2 separate regions of the Mus musculus genome follow, and region 1 is linked to region 2. The links are chromatin contacts, called in public Hi-C maps. All regions are on one chromosome and are shown on one strand. Each heading gives the region's core, a stretch centred on a gene start, on an enhancer-like site or on the middle of the called end of the contact. The rest is flanking DNA. Distances are from core to core; before and after follow the strand shown. Region 1 has its middle 120 kb from the start of Mir21c. Region 2 overlaps Pard3 (par-3 family cell polarity regulator).

Region 1 (2,700 bases), core at 19-2,518, 830 kb before region 2:
CTCATGAGGCTGACCACCAACGTCTAGCTAGCAAAACACTGAAGTGCAGAAAACCACCTTTGGCTAACCCAATTAAGATGCCCAGTTAAAATTAAACACCCCATCCTAACATAGTTTCCCATTTTAACTTTATAAACTGCCATTTGCCTATGGACATGGGTCTCCTGTCTACTGAGGAGCAGTCCTTTGTGCTCCAGGACAAATACCCTTCCCCCCACCCCCTCCCTGGTTCCTTTCCTTTCTCCCTCACCCTCTATCTCCTGCCTTTGTCCCTTATATCTGCCTTCTGTCCCTCTGGGGCAAATAAATCTCCTTTGTGCTGAGAACTTGGTCTTGGGATGTCTTGAGCTGACTCTGAGGTCCCCTACAATGCCCTCATAGACTTGCTCAGAAATGTGTCTTTTAGGAGATTCTAAATTTAGTGAAGTTGACAGCAAAGATTAACCATCACAATGCCTGTGAGAAGTGAGGTCAGGAGGAGTGGTGTAGAGGGAAACAACAACAACAACAACAACAACAACAACAACAACAAAGCAGATAAAAACCAGAGAAAAGGGTGGTTGAAGGCTTAGGCAGCTTACAATTTGAAGCTTCTTTAAGTATCCCCTAAGAAAAGCTTTTTTTTTTTTTTTTATAAATAGGCTAGTGAAAGAATTATACTTCACAACAGGAAAGGGTTGAAGAGGCTGTTTTAATTTGGCTATCATTTGTTGACTCTGTTATCTTTGCAAGGTAATTGCTATCTAACTTGGTTTTCTCAGTCATAAATGGCTACGCTTTCGCTAGAGAAAATTTGAATACTCTAGATTTGTCGACTCTTTGAGACGAGAGTCTTCTGAGTTTCTTCTCTGTTTACTTTGTCATTTGTCTTACCATTTTCTTTGACACTTAAAAGAACTTATGAAAACTACTAACATAAGAGGCGACTTTCCATAAACATCCTATCATGTATGTTTTCTATTAGGGTTTCTGACATTCCGCATGTTTTCAAAGGTAATTGGAAATGCTGGAGACGATTTAAGGGTCATTATTGTGTTAGCCGAGAGAAGAACTAATGATGTCTTAGCTACTGGGCTATTGAGCTGATCACAGAAGCCATTAGCTCAATTAAGTAAATCAAATAGGAAAAACATTTCAACTCCAAGAGCCACCCACTGCTGCCTATTGCTGGCCTGAAAGGCTTATGTTTCCTGGGACATTCAGACTGTTCACTCAGTGGTAGACAATAGCCAGGCATCTGACTGTACAGAGCACTAATTCGGGCTCACTGATAACCTCTGGGTCACGAGAAGCAGCAATGTTAAGAAATCTCTTAAGACTAGAAGCTGCTGTGAGAAGTCTGGAGTGGGTTGTTGTTGGTTTGTTTGTCCCCCCCTCCCCCCGCCCACCCACCTCCCTCCCCTGACTACACAGAGGCAAGGGCTGGGAAGCAGCATGTGAACTTCTTTAAAGGAGTCTCTTCAATCCTGAATCTTGTGCTGCTTGGTTTGTGAGGAAACAAGGGCATGGCAATGAGACAAGCATTTCTGATCCAGTTCTGAGTTTCAGCATTCAGTGAGGGAACAGCACTTAAGCTTTCAGAAGCCAAGCTCTTTAGAAAACGCTGAGGTTAACTCTCAGTATTATGTTATTCACGTGGGCAGCTCCTAGGTTGATGGAGGTGTCTGGCAGAGGGGCAGGCATACCACATCTTGTGTTATTAATATTTATTACATAGTGATTCTACTTGGAGAGCATGCTGTGGCCAGAGAGAGCTGGTGCATTGAATAAATGTTTAATTTTGATAGAATAGTGACTACTTCATCCAATAAAAAAATATATATATCCAGGAGCTGATGTAATCCATACTGGTGAGTGTGGAGCAAGTGGCTTTTCTGCATAGTCAGCATTTACAGATTTTCATGGTTTGGATCCTCCCCTCATGGCTGAAATCAGAGTTCTAATGTGATGGTTTTGTCTGGCTTCAGGAAGTTCAACAGCAGGCTACTCTAGTGATCTGGTATACTCTGGCCTATGGCATTAGTGGACCTGACTTAAACTAAACATTAAGGGAAGAAATGGAATTGGATTTTAATAAATTCATCCTTAAATTGTTCATTGAAATTCCTTCTTTGTTGTTAACATTCATCCCGAATTAGAATGAGGGTTGCCTTTTTAAGAACATCATTAGGAAGAAGCCTTCAGAGTACAGCGGGATTCCAGAGGTCCCTTGTCTGCTAAGTGCCCAAGAGAAAGAGCAGTCGGTGGTCTTCCTGGAACTCCTGTAAAATAAACAGACTCTGTACATGAAAGGTTCAGGTTCTCTTGTCTCTGATGCCCAGTTTATAGGAGATCTGCAATCTAATCCAGTAAAAATCATTGTGGCTTCAGAAGCCTGTGTCCAAAATGCTCCCAAAGCCCCAGTGCTCATGCCCTTGGCAAACACTATTAGGAGGTGGTGGAATTTTTAAGAAGTGAGATCTAATGAGGGGTTTCTAAGTGTTACAGTTACCTTTGAGGGTATACCCCTCCCATCTCTGTGTGCTTGTATGCATGTGGTATATGAATGTGTATGAATAAATGAGTGAGTGTGTGTGTGTTTGTGTGCGCATGTACGTGCCTATCTGTGTGTGGACAACAAAGGTTGATTGATATTGGCTGTCCTTTGAGGATACTTTGAAACAGGGTCCCTCATTGAGCATAGAACTCTCCAATTCATCA
Region 2 (2,974 bases), core at 300-2,799:
CTCCTGGATGACCTGGTTTCAATTCCCAGATCCACATGACAGCTAAGGAGGGACTCCAGTTCCAGGGACTCTGCTGCCCTCTTCTGGCCTAGTTGAGCACTGCATGCAAATGGCACATAAACTTTGTGCAAGGAAAACATCCAAACACATTAAATAAAGTTAAATAACTTTTTTTTAATTAGAAAATAATTTAAGGGTCTGGAGAAATGGCTCAGTGATTAATAGTGCTCACTCATAACCACCTGGAACTCCATTCCCAGTGATATAATCCCCTCTTCTGACCCCTGCATGCATCTACCCACACACATGTGGCAGATGCATAGGCAGACAGGAAAGAATTTCAAAATCACAACATGGTTTTCATATCAAATATCTATATGAATTAGAAGTGTTTCTTGGGGAGGGGTGGGTGTTGACTAAATAAAATGATCACAAGAGTCTAAATCTTATGCCAAGCATATTGATGGTGTGCTAGAATTTATAGTATATGCAATTTCTGTAAACGGACACAAAATCATACTGTCCCTCTAGTGAGGAAAAAAGCAAACAAATGCCTATACAGGTGAAACTTTCCCAGCTCGCAGCCATAGATGATAGAACAATACATTTACAGTCTAGCGAGAATGAAGAAACCCCTGGATCTAAAGAAAAAAAGCTCTCAGAAAAATCACAATGTTTTCACTACAGAGTGCTTACTGTTAGGCCCAATTCTAATGTCCACAAATTATCCAACACAATCAAATATTTTGTTCAAATACCATTTGCAAAGGAAGCAGGGAATTTACTTAGTTGTAGACATGAAGAATAATTTAATGTTTCCTTGAGAACAAAATTGACAGGTGTCTTGGACTTACATCAACATTTTTGGATTTTTCCTCCCACCCCCCCCCCATGTCCTTTTAAGAACCTCACTTAACTGGGTCACAGCAGCTCAGCAAAGCTCAGACAGACTCCTGGGCTCTCCCAGGATTAAACAGGACCAGCTCTCAATCAGCAGAGCTCATTAGGACACACAGAGATCGGCAGGGGCAGCTGATGGTGCAAGCTGCTTAGCTCTCACATCCGAGTTCAATTAGGAGGCTGTCCCCAAGGAAGCGCACAGGCCAACACTTAGATAAGAAAGGCAGTGTCCTCCATCACTTTCAAAGCAGGACCACGGCTTCACACAGACAGACTTTCCGTCTCTCTTCAGCCCTCAGGCCTTTCCTCTGTAACATGTCTTCAGTCTTCCCTGTCACAGGCAGGTGCTATATAACAAGCAGTGTTGTCAAGAAGTATCAATTGTATAACCGCACAAATCTCGAATAAAATTTATATGTATGTGATGGCTATTCTTAGTTGTCAGCTTCACTACCTCTGGATGCTATGGATAGGTAAAGCATGGTGACTGTCTGGGCTGTGTCTACGTGGACACTGGGAGAAGCCACGGCAAACTCACTTTGGTAACGTGGCCAAGAGGAGGGTGGTGGGCAGAAACACAGATGTCATCCTGAGGGGAAGGATCTGTCAAGGGACAAAAGAGGAACCAAGCCTCTGTACTCTAAGGGGCAGAGCCTGCGTGAGGAAGGCTTGTGGGGGGAGGGGGGCTCCAGTTGAACAAACACCCACTGAAGGAATGACTGGAGCAAAGAGATTTGCAAGGGAGAAACCACATGACTGACAAGGCAAGCAGGAGGGAAGTGAAGACCTTGGCACGCCAAAGGCCATTGTTTCTTTAGAGGAACAGGGGCAGAGTGAGCACCCACAGGCAAATCAAGACATCTAAGGGGGATGACAGTGCCATCACACCATACTTCTGTCTAGGTAAAAGTTAAAGCACAAAGGGCCAGTTAATGAGTTTCTTCTTTGAACCGAGAGCATTGGACAGGACAAGAAACATGTTTACCAGAGGGCTCAACTAATGAATATCAACATTACAGTTTCATTTCTCAACTTGGAAATTGTAACTCTTGAAGAAAACAAGCATGTGTGTGTGTGTGTTTTGGGGCTGCTCCATCACCCAGCATTGTAAAGACTAAATCATCAAAATTAGGAACTAGTATGTGCTTAGCTTAGAGAAGATAAAAAATACTGCCCCGTATGAAAAGAAATTCAAATGTCCCAGCCCACCAATCTCTTCAGCTGGATGTAGTAAAAATAACCACACTTCTCTCCAGTAGTTTAATCTCTACATAGTTTCTCAGCTACTTAAAAAGTCTGACTTAGCTTGTGCTGGAGAGACTACTGGGTTGGTAGAGTACCTTGGAAACACTCACAAGGGTCTCACCTGAGACCTGAACATCAGAAAAAGCAAAGGGGAAAAAGGCCCCTCATCAATACAGAACCATCACAGAAATATCACAGGCCACACAGGTGGCCAAAACCAAAACCAGCGAATGAATTGCTCGAACACTTAAAAGCAACATTTTCAGGACTGCTCCAAAACCAAGTTGATCGTGATAGGAAAAACCTACAAAGGAACTGATTAAACAAAAACAACCACCACCAAAAAACTGTCTCTATCCAAACTAAACTAAACTAAATAAATAAATGTCTTTTAAACGGTTCCTATTCTCCAGGCAGGGTATCAGAAATAGGTTTTGAGAAGAATATACTATAAGATAGAAATGCTGATGTAATTTTCTGACTAGTATTCCTAAAGTGGACAGTAGTTCTACCTCTCCTAAGACACAAAAATAAACAGCAAATGTTAAGAAGAGTGAGAAGCAGAGGTATGAACAGTGCACTGCACATCAGAGACAGACACATCTTTCCCCATCATCTGAGCACAATGCTCCAACAAAGGGCTTTAAGGCCGACCGCAATGAGCACAGGAAAAGGCACCTGAAGGTCAAGGATTTATAAAATAATGTGTCTTTATCCAGCCAGGCTGACTGTAACAGTGTATTCACGGGCAAGAAAAGCAGTGAACACTAAGATTCCACAAATGTCACTCCATATACCACCTGACTGGTTTTTTTGCTCAGAATTTCTG

Evidence for each region. Hi-C and Micro-C count contacts between places; a contact is called where the count stands out from the background.
Region 1: a contact with region 2 is called in a Hi-C map of the N1E-115 cell line, with 9 times the contacts expected there. The contact joins two enhancer-like sites. A contact is called at or near these places in 2 of 484 Hi-C or Micro-C datasets (the N1E-115 cell line and adipose-derived mesenchymal stem cells), 2 of 115 datasets of contacts at active chromatin or transcription factors (bone marrow-derived macrophages and embryonic fibroblasts) and 1 of 9 other capture datasets (embryonic stem cells).

What each region holds. Positions count from the first base shown.
Region 1 is chr8:128,154,984-128,157,683 of GRCm38.p6, reverse strand. No RefSeq gene overlaps it. Among named protein-coding and RNA genes, the nearest start is that of Mir21c, 120 kb to the left of the region's middle. Within about 2 kb of position 1,268, at least 15 of the 459 cell types and tissues checked have an H3K27ac peak or open chromatin away from gene starts, as enhancers often do. A contact at or near this core is called in the N1E-115 cell line, where this site is marked.
Region 2 is chr8:127,329,041-127,332,014 of GRCm38.p6, reverse strand. All of the region lies in intron 5 of Pard3 (par-3 family cell polarity regulator), which reads right to left. Among named protein-coding and RNA genes, the nearest start is that of Gm9909, 120 kb to the left of the region's middle. Within about 2 kb of position 1,549, at least 39 of the 459 cell types and tissues checked have an H3K27ac peak or open chromatin away from gene starts, as enhancers often do. A contact at or near this core is called in the N1E-115 cell line, where this site is marked.